Regions from separate parts of the Mus musculus genome. Here all the other regions are linked to region 2. The links are chromatin contacts, called in public promoter capture Hi-C maps. All regions are on one chromosome and are shown on one strand. The core of a region is the stretch at or near the end of the contact, and the rest is flanking DNA. Distances in the headings are between cores, read along the strand shown.

Region 1 (2,867 bases), core at 12-2,511, 1.3 Mb after region 2:
GAAGGAATCCAAAGGATACCAGATGGGAACAAATTACAGGTGCCAAGCTGCTACCACAGGATCAGGATAGAAGAGATGAGATTCTGAACAGGTTTTTTCCCCTTCCGGAACAAACACAGAAATCCAACCACTTACCCAACCTGGAGAGCCTCTTCAGCAAGCCAGCTTCTCGAATGGCAGCTGGACCATATTCCACTCCTAGCTTCTTCTGTGAATCATACAAACCCCACAGACATAAGAGAAGGTGAGGAAAGGAGCAGAAACACTTTGACACAGAAATCTCTGCTGCTACCCGGAGCTCCTAAAAGACTCCTCTGCAAACCTTTCACAGCATCAAAACTTCTACTGTAGAAGGCTGATCGTTTCACTAAATGCTTAATGGGCGGAGGGAAGATTCTGTTCTTGAAAGCAAATCAACCTTCTGAGTCCCTCACTGAGAGCCAGACCAGGAAAGTCTCGGATCAGGAAAGGGCTCAGTGAGCTTTGATCCGGTACCTGTATCTGGCAGAACGCGGCACCTAGCTTCCCCATCAGTGAGTGCGCCCTCCGCGACAGCAGGTTCCTTTCATTGAAGGCAGAACAAAGCCCCTTCGTCCCTCCCGCAGTTGCAGAGACCGACATCAATTTCTTTCCAGGTTAATGCTCTTTCTGCAAGAATAGAACCTGAAGCCTGCCTTAATCCCCGGTCACCGTCTCTAACCTCCTCTCCGACAATTTCTCAACGATCCCGGTTTTGCCTTCTCCAGCTCCTCCATGGAATCCTCTCTCTTTTCCTTCCTGTCATCACCCCAAAGCTGGAAATGCCCACTCTCCGTCGTCCTGGAGGCCGCAGATGCTCGCTTCTCGATGCCCACTTCCCTCCCTCTCGATGCCCAGTGCCCTCTCTCACCCCCTTGCCTTCCATCAGTCCCTCATCTCCATCTGGGTCCAGGAAAACCCAACGTGCGCTCCACGTACCCGCCATGGGATCCCGCGAGCTCTTCCCCCCGTTTTTTCCCCCCTCCTCCCTCCTGGCCCCAAGAAACTCTCTAGGCTTAGTGTCCCGTCAGCTCGGGTCGCAGCTCTCACCTGTCCCCGAGAGAAAGGGGCTCCGACTATAGCTACAGAGTGGACGGATCTCGTCAGGACGCAAGGAATTTGCCCGTGGAGGAGACGGGAGGCGCTGCTCCTCAGGAACATGATTGGCAGGGAGGGGATTACCCTAGGAGAACCGGCTCGGTGCAACTCAGGACCTCGAGTGAGTGCAGCCTCCCACAGCTTCGATGCTTCACTAGGCGAGCGCACCGCCCTGTGACGTCAGCATCTCTCGGACACGCCTCCAACCAGCCCCCGGCGCACCTTCTCGGAGGACTACAGCTCTCCAGGGCCTGGGACGCGCCTGCCGTTAAGTCACCATTGGACCTGTCCTCTCTTTCCCTGGACACGCTCCCCCCGCCCCCGATGCCTAAGCCACCAAGGCGGATACCATAAAGCCGCTGATCAGAGTGGCACCTGTGTGGTTTCCCGGGAAGCAGCGTCCCTGCCAGGTTGGAGACCTCAGTGGAACTTGAGAACTTGACACATGTACCCGCCCCAGGCGCTATCTCGGCTGAAGAGTTGGCACTGGCCGTGGCCTGCCCGCACCCGGGGTCATCTGCTAACCCACACCAAGTCAGCATCCATCTGCAGCTTTCTATCTCAAAGCTTAAAATCCTAGAAACATTTACCCCATCAGTGTCCTCTTGAGTCTGGCTTTTTAAAAACTCACCTACCTTGGATCTTTGGGGAGAATTTAGAATTTACCAAGCAATTACTTTCTAGATTTTTTTTTTAATTTTTTTAAACAAAATTTTATTTCCTTTTCAGATTTTTTTAAATGTGTATGAGTGTTTTGCCTGTATATATGTTTGTGCACCACAGACATTCATGGTGCCCAGGGAAGTCAGAAGTGGATATAGGATTTGCTGGAACTAGAGTTACTACAGACCTTTATGAGCCACCATGTGAGTGCTGAGAATCAAACCCAAGCCCTTAGCAAAAGTAACAGATGCTCTTAACTGTTCAGCTACCTCTCTGGGCCCCTGTTTTCAGTTCTTTACATGAACAATAAGAGCACTGGTTACTAGAGGCCAACTATATCAACACATTCTGATCATTCTAAATTAAAAGGAGGCTGAAACAAATCCAAAAATATCAAGGAGCTTTTCATGGTTTTAATAGTAAATAGTGGCTGATGGCCCTGCAATTACGGACACACATTGCTCTTGCAGAGGACCTGGTTTTTGCAGAGTTTTATGCATAGCCATTAACCCCAGCTTCTGGGGAATCCGATGCTTCTTGCCTCCACAGACACAGCAAGCTAGGGGAGATAGAAGGATCTGCATTCTTTGTTGTAAGCACAAGTTTACAGTATGATAAAATGGACATATTGAGTGTTTCATACAGTGGCAAGATTGTCTAACACTGTACTCTTAACTGTGACTCTGTAGCCTGCTGTAGTGGCTATTCCTGGTTGTCAACTTGACAATATTTGGAATGAACTACAATCCGGAATTGGAAGGCTCACCAGTGACCCTTATCTGGAGGCTTGGAGATCCTTATCTGGATCTTGGTTTGAAGATCTTGAGCCGTAGTGGCTATGGATTCCAGAAGATTGAATCTCCGAGTTAAGGAACACACCTTTAATCTGGGCTATGCCTTTCATCTGGGATTAAAGGTGTGGTGGAACACACCTTTAATCCGGGCTACACCTTTTGCTGGAGACAATATAAGGACATTGGAAGAAGGGAGTCTAGCTCTTGCTCTTGCTCCTTCGCCTGCTTGCTGCGTGAGACTGAGTAACTGCTAGATCCTTGGACTTCCATTCACAGCTGCGACTGAACCATTGT
Region 2 (2,895 bases), core at 135-2,634:
AGCAGGTCTCTGACTCGTATGTCTTCTCTTGGTGTCTTTGCTGTTTGTCTTGTCCAATTTTGATTTGATGGTTTTATTTAGCTTATATTTTATTTTGTTCGATTTTATTATAACCCCTTAGAAGCCTGTTTGTTTTCTAATTGAGACAGAAAGGGAGTGGATTCGGATGGGAAGGGAGGTGGGGAGGAACTGGAAGGGGTGGAGGAAGTGGATACCACAGTCGGAATATATTATGTGAAGAGAAAAAGATGTATTTTCAACAAAATAATTCAACAGCACCAGCTACTTTTCCAGAGGACGCAAATTCAGCTCCTAGCACACTCCCTCCCACCAGGCAGCTCACAGGCGGCTGCAACTCCGGCTCCAAATAACGCACACACATAAACAAAAATAAATCTTGACTTAATCCCAGCACTTGGCAGAGGCCAACAGATCCCTGAGTTCCAGGCCAGAAAGGGCTACATAGCGAGAGACCCTCCCCCTCCCCACTACTCCAGTTCTTTAAAAAAGAAAAAAAAAAAAAGAAAAAAAGAAAAAAAAGTTACTAAAAACAAAACAGTTCTGTGTTTCTAAGGAATGGTTACATAAGGGAATTTGCGTCCAATCGTGTACCAAAGCTTATAAATACTTGAGTTGTCTGAATTTTGGTGAACAGCTGTCCATTTTTAATAAATAAGATTTAAAGTTCTAGTTTGATCTGCCCCGCCAAAAAAAAAAAGCCAAAGCCAAAGGTGAAAAGCCAAAGCCAGAGGTGGTGCCCAGCAAATCGACGGGCGGCGAGCGATGTGGCCCCGCAGGTCCCGGGTGGGGCGGGTCCCCCGAAGCCCGGAGGAACCCCGGCGGGGGCTGCTTTTTAACTGACGAGGTCAGAAAGCCTTGAAGGGTTGGTGGATGCTCCTGACGAGGAGACGGGCGGATGGAAAGGGGCGGCCCGGGAAGGCTTGGGGACCAATGGCGGGACGAGTCCTCCCCGAACCTGAGGGCTCAACCGCCCACACCGAGAGTGAGGGGCCAAGAGGCCGCGCCTCAGGGCGGGGAGAGGGGCAGTGCCAACAACGCCTGGGCACCTCTGCAGCCCAACAGTCGCCCACGCGCAAAGTGGTCCCTTCAGCATCACCACCCTCTCGAGCCGCGCTGGAAACCCCTCTGCCTGCCACACAACCCCAGAGAGGACTTTGCCAACCCGAGCTTCCCTTACCTGCGGCCTCCAGCCTCGACCGAACACCTGCGGCACCCCACGCTGACAAGCTGGAACCCCCGCGGCGGTCTGGGCGCACCCACCCGGATGCATAAAAGCCGTAGCCACTTCCGGCCCAGTGGCTGGCCAGGAGGATACAACCCCCGTGGTGTGTGCCTATGGGCCGCGCCATTTTGTACGGAAGCCGCTAGGGCAGCATTTCCTCCCCAGGTTCTCGGTTAAAGGATGGGGAAGGAGGGTTATAATTGCGAAGACTTAATGTCTTCAGAAAAGTGGTGTTTTCTGAGATGCCGCTTCGTCTTTTGGTTTTGGCTTTGAAGGAAGAAGCCTATTGAACTTTCGCTCACAAATGCAACACAGGACATTTTTTCTCTTTTACCCAGGGTAGCGTTTCTCCACTACATTAATTTTCTTATTTTTTTTCCATTTTTTTATTAGGTATTTAGCTCATTTACATTTCCAATGCTATACCAAAAGTCCCCCATACCCACCCACCCCCATTAATTTTCTTATATTCGAGCGGGAAAATAAGGAAACTGTTTACAGAATGTGCTCTTCATTCGCGTTATATATTATAGCCATTAATCTCTCTCTCTCTCTCTCTCTCTCTCTCTCTCTCTCTCTCTCTCTCTCTCTCTCTCTCTCTCTCTCTCTCTCCCTCTCTCTCTCTCTCTCTCTCTCTCTCTCTCTCTCTCTCTCTCTCTCCCCTCTCCCCATCTCCCTCTCTCTCCCTCCCTCTCCCTCTCTCCCTCTCCCCTCTCGTACATGTCTGAAGATGCCAGAAGAGGGCGTTGAGCCCCTGGAAAAGATTTATAGAGCCGGCGTGGATTTCTGAGTTCGAGGCCAGCCTGGTCTACAGAGTGAGTTCCAGAACAGCCAGAGCTACACAGAGAAACCCTGTCTCAAAAAACCAAAAAAAAAAAAAAGAAAGAAAGAAAAGAAAAGGAAAAAAAATTATAGAAAGTGTTGAGCTATTGTGTGGGGGCTGTTAATTGAACCTGGGTCCTCCAGAAGAGCAACCAGTGCTCTTTACTGTTGTCATCTCTCCTGGTCCCTATATCCTCATAACAACCACAATATTGTCTATATATGAAACCATTCATTCAGGATTGATTTTTTTTTTAAGGGGGTTAAAGCAGGGTGTTGTGTAGCACAATCTGGCTCTCAACTCTCAAAATGTGAGCAAAGGTGACCTTAGATTCCTGATCTTCCAGCTTCCATCTCCCAAGTGTTAGGATTACAGGCAGGCTTGGGCCACCACACCCCGTTTATGCAGTGGTGGGGATCTAGACCTCAGGCTACAATGATAAATTTGAGGTAAGCCTGGGTTACACGAAACGCTATCTCAAAAAGGAAGGAGTTTTGTTTTGTTTATAAATTTTCATCTTTTTCTGTCCACTCAAGAAGCTTAGAGGCTGGTTGGAAACATCCACAGTAGCACTTGAGCACACACACATACAATGTGAGAAGTGAGAGGACATCTTTTGAAGATACAGAAATTTGAGGGAAATGCCCATAATAATTTTAGAACTCTATAAAATCCTCTCAGACATGGTGCTATTCTCACACATCACACAAAGGGATAAGTCACTGAACAACCCACAGGTTAAATATGAATTCTCTTTGTTTTGGAGGAAATCACTAAGGGATTGAGGTGAAGATGACAAGGAGACAAGAAACTCTAAGACTTTATACAA
Region 3 (2,700 bases), core at 23-2,522, 1.7 Mb after region 2:
GCTATTACAGTTTAGAATGATCTTTAAAACAAGAAATCGTGTCCACAGAAATACTATAGAAACAGCTCGTCAAGAAAGGATAGTGTTCATTCCCACCAATACCTATACTTCAAAGACACCAGCACACCACATAATTTGTTACTGTTGCAAAAGTTAACAAGTTATTAATTTCTGGCATAATTTAAAAGGATAATTAGAATAGTATCATTAAAACATTACAGTGCCTTATTAAAACCAGAAATACCTTCCACCTTATCCGCTAAATCAAAACTTTAGAATTCTTGCTACACTGGCTTTCAGAATTTAAACTCTTGAAACTCTAAATTAGACACAACACACTAAGTAAAAACCCTCGTAGGTGCTGCATTCATTTTAGAGTAAAGTGTCATGGAAAACTTTTCGGCCGAATCTAAATTCCACACACATTACTGTGTGTCAGTCAGCTGGACAGAAGGAGAGAGCTATCCTTAGTCAGTTACGTAATTTACAATAAGGATCGTTCCGAGCGGCATTCATTGAAAGTAGCTCTACCAAGCATTTACAGGCTTCAAAGTTCACCGGACAATCTCCGTCTAAGTTCTGAGAACGCACTACTCTTTAGCAGTGGTCACAAGGAAGCAGGAACTGTTTATCCGCAGAACGCAATGAGTAGCAGAACACCAGGGGCTGACTCAGGCACCGGAACGCTGGCTGCATTCCGTCTTCCACGGGAAAGTGTTTCCCAGGCTGGTTCCCCGATCCGGCCAGGGGTGGGGTGAGGGAAGAGTCCCAGAGACTCGCGAACTCCGGGCCTGGGCGCAGCGAGACGACTCCCTGCCGTGCCCCCGGCAAGTCCGGCGGGGTGGCCCGCCACCGCGCCAAGGTGCGTCCCCCCCACCCCCACCCCCCGGCCCAGGGAACCAACCGGCATCGCGCGGGGAGCGTCCCTCCGAGGGACAAAGGTTGGGCTGCCACCGCGGCGCCCGGCTCAGCCTGGGGCTCTCCCCAGGGAACCCTGGCGGTGCGGCGGGTCTGGGAGGGGGTGCGAGCCCCGCCGCCCCTCCCCCGCCGCGCTCCCGGGAACCTGTTGATTAAGATCGCCACAGCCCGGGCGCTGCGGGTCCGCCCCTTACCTCCAAGCCCCGGCGGCCGCCGATCCTCTCTCCCTCCCTCGCTCCTCAACGCAGCCCAAGCAACAGCCCTCCGTCTGGCGGCCCTCAAAACACTGGATAAAGAATCCAGAAACTCCCGATTCCTCCCACCTCGGAGTCTCCAGTCCCCGCCCCCTCCTCACCGCCAGCCTCCTCCGTCGCCGCCGTCGCCAGCAACTCCTCCTCGAGGCCGCGCGAGACCGGCCCCCGCGGCTGACGCGAGACCGCGCACGCGCCCCTGGGACGCTGGCGCAGCGGGCGCGCCTATCCCAGGCCGTTCCTGGCGCGGCCCGCCCACGGCCCGGAGAGAGGCTGGAACGGATCGTCCAATCCTGAGCGCGCGTGGGGAGAGGGCCCGCTGATTGGTCCGCTCTTCCCCCCCCCCGCCTCCCGGGGGCTCGGCCGCGCGCACTCACCCGCCTCGAACTGCGAAGCGTTCGTTCTAACCGCTGAGTCGCTTCGCTGCCTCAGCCCACCTCCTCGCCTCTGTGTGGGGTCGCCGTGCTTCCCTGAGACGGACTCGGAAGCCGCTAAGGCTCGACGGGGCCTGGGAAGCGGTCATCTCCTGAGAAAAATCCGATTCCCTTGGAAGAGACCCCTGTTGTCCTGTCAGGCACATCAAAAATGCTAATGCTCAAAACAACCGTGACGCCAACACCTGGTTGTGTATAAAGTTCCACACAATTCCCTGATTCCACAGACGACTCCTTTCTGAAAACCAGGAAGGATGTCAAAGGCCACAGTTGTCACAGAATTCTCCGGAGAGGATTGGGAGTTACTTAGGCTAGTCCCAGCGCGAGTCCATGCTGTCAGGACACACCTATGCCACCATCTGGGAAGGGTGGGCACGGAAAGTGCTATGAAAGTGTGCGCGAGGAACTGGATTTGGAGCAAACAGAAATATGTTCTATGTAGAAACCTCTTCTGCTGGACCTAAATCCATTGCTTCAGCCTGTTGAGTTTTCTCAGGGGCACATGTCGTAGACAACTGTCCCTCTGTGCCTTCGTATATGCAATTAATCATGTCTTTATTTCCTCCCACCGTGGTTTTTAAGCACCATTCCCAATATACCCAGGCTCCTACCTACCTTTTTCCTCTTATGGGTTGTTAGTGTCCCCAAGGAATACTATGCCCTCTGAAGTAAGCACAACTTTTTTTGGGGGGTGGGGGGAGGGCGAAATCCTTCTCTTCCTGGATCATCAAATTCAAATCTTACTGACATTTTATTAAGTACTTAACGTTGTTTATTGGTGTTAGTAAGGCAGAGCCAAGGACAGGACTTTTTTACATACCACTAAAGACCTCTTTCCTTCTGTCAAACATACCTCAGTGGACTTTGAGTACAGACGGACAACTTCCAAATATATGTAACTGAACTGTCTGCTTAGTTCATCTTCACAAAGAAGTGAGAATTTGTGAACTGCAAGTGGACTGTCTCCAGAATTCCTAGACACTGTTAGCCACACACAAAAGGTTAGTGAGTGTTGACATTCCTTTCTACCTTTTTTTTTTTTAATGCATAAGACATTAGGTAACAAGTACTCTAGTTCCTTTTTTAAAAAGTGGTTC
Region 4 (2,804 bases), core at 168-2,667, 1.2 Mb after region 2:
GTTTGACAGTCCCTAAACTTGCCCGGATGCCTAATTTGCCCAAGAGCGGAGGAAGAAGTATCAAGAGTTAGAAAACCTGACGCAAAACTTCCTAATAAAACAGAGCACCTTACAAGCATCACTCGCCTCCCTAGAGGAAGTCGGAAGCTCCAGGACCCCGTCCGGGTTCCAGGGACGAGCCCCGTTACAGAGTACGTGCTCAACACGCAGGACTCTCCGCGACCCCGGTATCAACAGCCACAGGCTCCAAGAGGGAGCACAAGATAATGAACACACCTTCCTCCCCACAACTGCCCCCTCAGAAAACTCCAGTACCAGGTCAGCAGCGTGGAACTTTCAAAGTTTCCCCCACCCTCACACAATTACCCGCGAAAAGTGCGAGCAGCAACATCTGGGGCTCTGGTTGGTTGGTACTCTGGCGACTTATCCAATCAGAAGCAGGAAAATCTCGGGTTAGCCCAGCTGTATTTTGGGAATTGTAGTTCAGTCTCGAAGGTTAATCTAATTAAATTTTTCCTTTGTAGTGATTGCTTAAATCGAGGAGCGGAACCTTTCAAGACGAATGTAGAGGAGGGAAAACCCTGACTGGAAATTCTTTTCCTCAGTGAATCGCATTTTAAAGTTATTTCCTGGGCCAGAGAAGGTTCTTTTGGGGGGCTGAGGGGTTGGAAAAAGGGTGGGCAATATGCCCTATTCCCGTTTTGGGATGAGAGTTTTGTGTTTCCTTTGCACTGTTCAACACATTTAGATGGTGAAAATGTCCGGGAAATACTAACTAAAGCGTCTCAAACTAAAATACATTGAAAAAGAACCACTCAGTTTAGTTGAAAAAATAAAAGAAGTCAAGTAGGTTTCGTATTTAAAACAGCTGCGTTAAGAAAAACTAATAAACTTAAGAACTGACTTGATTACATGATTTGTGAAAAGCCTTTGCTCACTCTTTGTTTTCGTTTGCAACTCCTTTGTACCGACCTCAGTCTTTCGATGGATATATAATTATATATGATATACACACGATAGAATTAGATAGAATAATGATACAGGAAGATCCAGAATTCCTGTGGCTAACCTATCATCTATCACTGGTTGGCACGGAGAAAATGTTGACATCAAAAACAAAACAAAACAGTGGCGGGTACGGAGCGTGGAACACAGATATTCCTGGCCCCAGCTCCCCCGAAATGAATAACTGTGGATGTTGCGAGAAGGAGCAATCATAATTAGGGAGAGTCCTCAGTCCTGTAGCTAGCGGATCTAACTCTTCCTTAGAGTCCCCGTAGCAATCAGGTGGCATCACGTGATTCAAACAAACACGGCACTTGATTTGCATCTTGCTTCTCCTGAGCCAATAAGAGTGGCGCTCTCTTTCGTCATCGCCGCCCGTTCCACCACTCTTCGCAATGGGACTTGTCACCTGACCGGGATCAAACATGGCTGCTCTGGACGGGAAAATGCATTCGACTCCCGGAGCAGGTGAGTGTAAGGCGCAGGGAAGATTGCGAGGGTGCTGTCCACGACCCCGCTAGGGGGAGCATCCCTGTCCCCCAGCCTCCCGGCTCCACAGTTCAGTCCCAGATTGATCCCCTAATCTTTAGCCTCTGTCTTAACAGAAGGCTCTAACCAAGGGAGTTTTCATCCTTACCAAGGCATCCACCAACCTAGAGATTTGTAGCCTGACAAAATGTTCAGGAGGGAATGCGGAAGTAAATGTATGTGTCTGCACCCCAGGCTAGCAAAAATATTAAGATTGTTATATGTGAGGTCTGCGGTAGAAGATGAGGTACACCCCTTAGAGAAAGAGACGGCTCTCAAAAAGAGATAGTAACAGGTCAAATTAAACCCAAAACAGTCATTAGAAAAGTAAGTTCTGCCGTTTCTTTTCGGGCCAGCAGCTGGTGGTTCATCTAAAGTTTCGTTTCTTCTCAGCTCGTGTGGTGTTTCTAGGGGGTACTTCACGGATGAGAAAATTGAGAATGTATTTCGCGTAACGCCTCTATTTTCTATCTACCTGCACTCTGTGCTGGGAAAATGAGTTACCCATTTGGGAAAGAGGAAACCGCTACAGAGGAGGAACTTTTTGAGTTTTTCTGTGAGTGCCTGCGGAGGGGAGACTGGGAGTTGGCACAAGCATGTGTACCTCAACTACACCGGGGACAAGGAGAGATCCCCCAAAAGGTGGAGGACATACTACAGGCGCTGGTGCAGTGTCCCATTCTGCTAAGGTAAGCGATCCCCGCTCCTACCAGGATCTAAGAGAGGAAGATAGTGGTTCAGTGTTTGTACTCTAGTCTGTGTGTGTGTGTGTGTGTGTGTGTGTGTGTGTGTAGGTTTTCGAGACAGGGTTTCTCTGTATAGCCCTGGCTGTCCTGGAACTCACTTTGTAGACCAGGCTGGCCTCGAAATCCACCTGCCTCTGACTCCCGAATGCTGGGATTAAAGGTGTACACCACCACGCCCGGCTGTACTCTAGTCTTTATGGCCCCCCAGTCAGCTACTATCTTAAAAAGTTAGCAGACGGGGAACACATTTCAATATTCTGATGTTTTATCTGTGTAATGTATTTTACATCTAATGTACTCCAATGGCCATGAATTATGCTCTGCAGCTGAGTTTAAGCCTGACTACCAAAAGGATCCTGAATATCATTTCTTGTTTATTATCCATAGAAGATGGCTTAACTGCATTTTGTCTCCAAAAGACAAACCCTGTTCATTCCTCTTGCTTACGAGACTGATGATGGTGTTGCTCTGACAAAGAGTTGAAAATGCATTGACTTAAAATGTTTTATTGTGAAATAATCATAG
Region 5 (2,849 bases), core at 113-2,612, 1.4 Mb after region 2:
ATTCAATTACATTTGTTTCTCCATTATTCATATTTATAGTGACTCAAGTTCTAAGAATAAATTCAAAACAGTGGAAATAATTACATCATCAGAAGTATGATTGTCTGTGCACTGCCACAGTAGTGCTCCATCCATGCAAATATATGGTTGGCAAACAGCATCTATTAGTGGCTCCCCCAGTTACCTTTCCCTAGTGATAAGTACTTGAAGAACCAGCCTGCTTCCATATTAGGCTTGAAAGTCATCTTACAGTGAAGACAATCTAGGTTCATTCTTGTTTATGAGTAAACCTGTTTTTCAAGGATTGAGCTATGCCCCACCTGTGACCTTAACTACAAATGGTTCTGTACTGCTTGTTCCAAGAATGCAATCACGTCTTTGTTTCAAAAAGTTGTTTATAGTCATCTTGCAACCTGACCTTTGCTTCAAAGGGTTATATAGCTACCTTGTTAGGCCCATCTTTGCAACCTTGTGTCTCTGTTCCAGAGGGACTTACTTGCTATGCTTGTGTGCTGCTCCTATAACTATATTTTGACAGACAAACCCCTCATTTGGAAACCTTCCTATCCCTGAGCTATAAAAGCCTGCCTTCACATCCAAAGCTGAACCCCATCTCAGGAGGAGGCAGCCCGTGTATGTGAATTTTTAAAGCTTGCTTTAATTAATTTGGTCATGATGATTTGGGTGGCGGTCTTTCTCCTCTCGTTTTTTTTTTTTTTTTGGATTAATATACTCTTTAGCAGCTGAGCCATCTGCCCAACTCAAAGCCTACCTTCTCTTCCCATGCATCCTAGCCTTGCTAGTTTTTTGATTCCTGTGACTGAAACCCATTCCAGCCTCCAACTTTGTTTTTTCCTGGTCCTTCTTTCTGGAGACTACCCCCACCTCCACCCCAACTCCCCACAGAACAGTGTGGCCCTTGTAGGTTTAATGGCGAAGACCTTTAAGACCTTTACTTAAAGCTGCCCAGACCTTCTACTAGTCTGAACATTTTTGTCAATAACACTACTTAAGTTACGTCTATTTTTTTTTTTTTTTCCTACTAGGAAAGAAGCTATGTAGAGACAGAAATCTTCAGTACCTAAAATCCCTTCGCAGGGAAATGAATGAATGAATGAATGAATGGTTACACCTGCAGACCATTTTGGGGGAGTCTTTCTGGCGTAACAATATAAATGAGTCAGTCAAATGAACAGAGATCTTAATCTGCCCAAAACTGGTGCCGCGGTTCTGGGGAGTTTGGGCTAAGGATAAACTGGGAGAACTTGCTGCAAGTCCCAGCCCTGCTCTCAGTGAGCGACTACGGCTGCGCGGACAGGCAGGGCTCAGCCGCTTCCGGGATGGTCGGGAGCCAACGAGACTTCGAGCCTCCGGGTGGGCTAGAGCGGCGCGACATTCAGGTGTGTGCGGCCATGGAGGACGAGAAGAGCTTCTCCGATATCTGCGGCGGCCGCCTAGCCCTGCGGTGCCGCTACTACTCACCGTACTGCCGCGAGTTCGGCCTCAGCTCGGCTCGGCTGTCGCTGTGCTCGCTCACCGCGGTCACCTGCGCGGTGTGGCTGGCGGCCTACGGGCTCTTCACCCTGTGCGAGGTAAAGGCGGGCGCTCGGCCGGCGCAGGCAGCTTGGAGAGGTCTCGGGGCTGACCCGTGGGTCCGGGAGGGTGGGGACTCCCTGGATCAGGGTCGCCGTTCCACGGCAGGACTGCCCTCCCTCCCCGAGAAGTTTGTGCTTCTGGACGTTCTACCACAGTGGACCTACTTGCCCTGCTCATTCATGGAACATAACCTCCTCAGAGAACTCAGTGCATCCTCCCGCATCACTTACTGGGTACCAAAGCCAACGGATAGCAGGCGTGCGACAGAATTACAGAAAAGTTTTTGCCTCCACAACTGTGCAGTACAGAATCTCCACCTAATATCTGTTTCTCAAGGCCAGGTCAACTACCATCCCCTCTCCCAACCCTTCCCCAGTTTAAGTGCATTTTCTAAAGTGTTGCCAGGTCTAAGACACGAGGGTTTTCTATGCTCAGTTTTCAGACTTTCTAATCTTTTTTCCCCCCGAGCCTCATTTTTAACATCTCTAAGTTGAAATTAATGGTTCAAAATATTGCGAAGGTCAACTGCTATTATTTTGTGACAGTTCCCAAGCAAAAAGAGTCATCCGATTGGCCTTTGTTCAGGATGTTCTGTTCTGTTTTAACTCCCTGTATAGCCCTAAAATGAATATATTATTCCAGGAGTGATCTTAATAGAGCCAGTACACCAGAACTGTTTATTTCTGCAATTTTCATATTGTTTGTATTAAAACATCCCTTAGCTTTTTTCTATTCTTTTGCTATTATTATTATTCTTACTTTGTCTGGACTGGAAGGCTCTATGTGGAGCCTGCCTCTGCCTCCCTAGGGTTAGGATCAAAGGTGTGTGTCATCATACCTGGTTCAATCACATTTATGCTATCAAAGTGTGTGGCAGAGCATCATAATTTGCACAGATTTTCATAGATGAAGTTAAGTCCCCTCACTGAGGGTCTGGGGAATGAATGGCTCATCAGATGACTGCAGCGACTGCCAAACCTGACCACCTAATGCCAAACCTGACCACCTAATGCCAAACCTGACCACCTAAGCCGAATCCCCAGAACCCACATGATGGGAGGGAAGAATGGATTCAAAAAAATTGTCCTCTGACCTCTGCACAATAAATAAATATAAATAGTAGGGGCTGGTGTGGTGGTGCACACCTTTAATCCCAGCACTAGGGAAACAGAGGAAGGAACATCTCTGAATTCAAGGCCAGCCTGGCTACATCAGTCTACATTACCAGCTCCAGAACAAACCAAGGCTACACA
Region 6 (2,772 bases), core at 13-2,512, 1.6 Mb after region 2:
ACCTCTCACAAGGGATCCCACTTCTGTAGTTAATGCCATACAGACTGTATGTGTTCTGATGTAAACAAACAAAAACACACTTCAAAGCTAGTTTCAAATACCTTGCATTATTAGTATTTTGCCCCTGTTAACTTCTAGAGTCGGTACATTGTCATGTCACCATAGCAGATATGGGCAATGAACATTCCAAAATAAAATGTACCACGCTGGGAAAACGCTGTTCAGCTCTAAAGTTTACTAGTACAACTAAGTCTTTTGAGAATCAGGGCCCACCATCTGGCATCATAGGCACAGAAAAAGCACTACAATTTCATAACTGACATTTTTGATGAACTGTCGAGGGTCTCCACCTCTTTAACAACAACTTGAGGAGGAGAAAAATCAAGACTTTTCTGATGTACCCTTTCTTCAAGAAACAATGTTTGTTCCTTAGTGGAAATTAAAGCATCCTAAATATAAGGGGGTGTTTAAGAGCCCCAATGCGAGTACACACTTAACTCTAAAGTTTTACGCTTTCAGCGTCCATAATTACAAAACTCCAGTTTTATTTTCGCAGTTACCCAAACAGGGCAAATAACTTCAACAGCTGATTTTAAATTCCAGGAATTCACTCATACAGAAATGCACAGCTAGAGCGAAAACTTAACGACCTCAACACTAATAGTTCCATTTTGGACTTTTTTTTAACTTAAATATGGTGGTTTATCCTATTGTTTCTTTGGCGAAAAGTTCAGTCTCCACAGAGAGAAAAGTTTTGGCAGTATCTTGGGGCTGAAAAGAAGGATAAAAGAAAGAAAAAAAAAAAAAGCCCAAATTCTCCGGTCCGGTAAAAGCAATCGTCTTGAACTAGGAGTGGGACTGGAGTCGAGGGTTCTCCAGAGGCCTCCCCACCACAAGACATCTTTAAGGAGGCTGTAAAAATCTACTTGGCCCACGTTCCTTCAGGGGTTCCTCCGCCCGTCCAGCCACGTTTCTGGCTCGCAGGAGCAGACACCGGCTGGCGAGAGGGCGCAGGAAATCACCAGCGGGCGGTGGCGACGGGGTCCAGACACTTCCCGCGCAAGAACGGGAAAGGGGGGGTAGCCCGGGGCCTAGCCGCACTGGACAAAACCAAGGCGAATCCTCGGGGAGAGCAAGCTGCGGGGCCGGTCACCTGAAGTGGATGTGTGAATCCCGAAGTAGGGTCCCACGCCGTGCTGCTTAGTGGCAACGAGGAGACTCGGAACACCAACCCCGGACGCCGAAGCTCCTCAGCGTGCGCTTCGCCCAACCCAGCGCGCATGCGGAGCCACCTCTCACTGCGCAGGCGCCGACAGAAAAGGATCCTTCGTTGCCACTAACCATAGAGTCTTGGTCCTCCTAATATGGGCGGTGTGAACCAAGGGACGAGCTGAAGAGTCACTGCCCCTGGTATTTATAGATTTTTTTGCGGAGGGAACTTGCTAGGTTTAAAGGAGAGGTAAGTTTCTGTTTCTTGCTCCAGGATGATCGCTTTAAGTTTTAGTCAACCAAGAGAGGGCGCTGTGACGAATGGCGGAAAGCCGAGGAAGAGGAGGAGCGTGATCCTCTCCTGACCCATCCCTCAGAGCGTGCTGGGTGCCGGCGACTCGCCGGAGGGAGGGGCGGTGGAGAGACCCGGAATTCCGGACTGTGCGCGCTTCCACATCCGGGCATTCCGTCTCCTCCCCCTCCCTCAGTCCTCGCCCAACAGGAACCGGAAGTGGGAACCGGTTTCCTGGTTGCCTCTTAGCAACGCAGTTGTCAAGTGACCCGGTCAGCTGACTCCCGTGGAGGCGGGCACTGGGGTAACCGGTTCTGGAGGTGTTGCGGTCCCGATTGTCTCGCCGGGGGGCCCGAGCCGAGTCACCGTCAGGATGTCGGGCAAAGACCGGATTGAAATCTTCCCTTCGCGAATGTAAGTTAAAGACTAGGACAAGCGACAACCGTGTTCAGGCACATCTTCCCGGCGCGCATTCCTGCGTACCCTTGGCCACCAGCAAGGTTCCTTGGTTTCTGGGTCGCTCCTTGAGCTTTCCCCAGGGTCTTCGTTTCCTCTGAGTTCCGAGCGAGGTTTCTTTCCAACGCTCCCCTCCCCTGCTGTTTCTGAGAGAAGAGGCCGGAGAAAGTGGTTCCAGTCCACAGGAAAAGGGGGTTCACCTGCTGGCAGCTTTTGGAGGTCGATGCCTTTACTCACTCATTCCGCACACCCTTTGAGCCACACACGGAGTTTACATAACTGAGCCGTCGGCGCCATCTCTACCTCCCAGGGCTCATCATTGCTGAGGATTGAGATGTAGACGCTGAGGTCTGACCAAAGCTCCCAGACGGGAAGTTATGTGACAGGGAAGCAGCTAGAAGGCCCCTCAGCCAAAGTGACATTGAATGTGTCACCCTCTCGCAGCTGTAGGTTTCAGTCTTGGATCCCGTCAAGTGTTATTTGCTGTGGGAAGATATCCCTGCATTTCTGAGGTATTCCTATAGCCCTGTGATGACTGCACTCTTTACGTCTAGCAAGTGTCACTCATGACACTGTCACGCGGGTATTTATTTGGGCTGTCTCCTGGATGAAGGAGGCATCTTTTTAATGCATAGAAGGTCCACAGAAAATTGTTCCTTGAACCCTTGCTTGGGATGTGCTCAGTTACAGGCCGCCTTTCTGCTTTGGGTTAACATCCTTGTTAGGAGAAGTGATGAAGTGAAAACTTGAAGTTTTCTCAAATACATATAATAACTTGTGGAAAGAAAAGGGTATTTGTGCTCTCATCTTCAATT

Evidence for each region. Promoter capture Hi-C pulls out the DNA fragments that hold promoters and counts their contacts. Capture Hi-C pulls out chosen DNA fragments and counts their contacts.
Region 1: a contact with region 2 is called in a promoter capture Hi-C map of liver, with 3 times the contacts expected there. The contact joins the promoter of Arg2 here to the promoter of Exd2 in region 2. A contact is called at or near these places in 4 of 39 promoter capture datasets (cranial neural crest, frontonasal cranial neural crest, hippocampal neurons and 1 more) and 1 of 9 other capture datasets (liver).
Region 3: a promoter capture Hi-C map of adipose tissue shows a contact between it and region 2, with 2.3 times the contacts expected there. The contact joins the promoter of Mpp5 here to the promoter of Exd2 in region 2. A contact is called at or near these places in 1 of 39 promoter capture datasets (pre-B cells) and 1 of 9 other capture datasets (adipose tissue).
Region 4: a contact with region 2 is called in a promoter capture Hi-C map of liver, with 9 times the contacts expected there. The contact joins the promoter of Zfyve26 here to the promoter of Exd2 in region 2. A contact is called at or near these places in 18 of 39 promoter capture datasets (the 3T3-L1 cell line, 3T3-L1-derived adipocytes, the C10 cell line and 12 more), 1 of 484 Hi-C or Micro-C datasets (B cells), 9 of 115 datasets of contacts at active chromatin or transcription factors (embryonic limb bud, embryonic stem cells, large pre-B cells and 3 more) and 3 of 9 other capture datasets (adipose tissue, liver and macrophages).
Region 5: a promoter capture Hi-C map of cranial neural crest shows a contact between it and region 2. The contact joins the promoter of Pigh here to the promoter of Exd2 in region 2. A contact is called at or near these places in 1 of 39 promoter capture datasets (cranial neural crest) and 1 of 9 other capture datasets (macrophages).
Region 6: a promoter capture Hi-C map of adipose tissue shows a contact between it and region 2, with 2.2 times the contacts expected there. The contact joins the promoter of Eif2s1 here to the promoter of Exd2 in region 2. A contact is called at or near these places in 1 of 39 promoter capture datasets (liver), 1 of 115 datasets of contacts at active chromatin or transcription factors (large pre-B cells) and 1 of 9 other capture datasets (adipose tissue).

The regions. Positions count from the first base shown.
Region 1 is chr12:79,129,182-79,132,048 of GRCm38.p6, reverse strand. Arg2 (arginase type II) reads right to left here and starts at 1,261. Exons shown (of 8, transcript NM_009705.3): 1 at 1,069-1,261; 2 at 136-208. The coding sequence starts at 1,179.
Region 2 is chr12:80,461,584-80,464,478 of GRCm38.p6, reverse strand. It overlaps Exd2 (exonuclease 3'-5' domain containing 2), which reads right to left and starts at 1,384. Exons shown (of 9, transcript NM_133798.3): 1 at 1,199-1,384.
Region 3 is chr12:78,747,519-78,750,218 of GRCm38.p6, reverse strand. Mpp5 (membrane protein, palmitoylated 5 (MAGUK p55 subfamily member 5)) reads right to left here and starts at 1,272. Exons shown (of 15, transcript NM_019579.3): 1 at 1,113-1,272.
Region 4 is chr12:79,294,895-79,297,698 of GRCm38.p6, reverse strand. It overlaps Zfyve26 (zinc finger, FYVE domain containing 26), which reads left to right and starts at 1,417. Exons shown (of 42, transcript NM_001008550.1): 1 at 1,417-1,473; 2 at 1,927-2,222. The coding sequence starts at 2,029. It overlaps Rad51b (RAD51 paralog B), which reads right to left and starts at 417. Exons shown (of 11, transcript NM_009014.3): 1 at 367-417.
Region 5 is chr12:79,088,183-79,091,031 of GRCm38.p6, reverse strand. Pigh (phosphatidylinositol glycan anchor biosynthesis, class H) reads left to right here and starts at 1,362. Exons shown (of 4, transcript NM_029988.2): 1 at 1,362-1,592. The coding sequence starts at 1,413. 9230116L04Rik (RIKEN cDNA 9230116L04 gene) reads left to right here. Exons shown (of 3, transcript NR_110486.1): 3 at 1,047-2,327.
Region 6 is chr12:78,860,562-78,863,333 of GRCm38.p6, reverse strand. It overlaps Eif2s1 (eukaryotic translation initiation factor 2, subunit 1 alpha), which reads right to left and starts at 1,262. Exons shown (of 8, transcript NM_026114.3): 1 at 1,154-1,262. It overlaps Atp6v1d (ATPase, H+ transporting, lysosomal V1 subunit D), which reads left to right and starts at 1,696. Exons shown (of 9, transcript NM_023721.2): 1 at 1,696-1,915. The coding sequence starts at 1,875.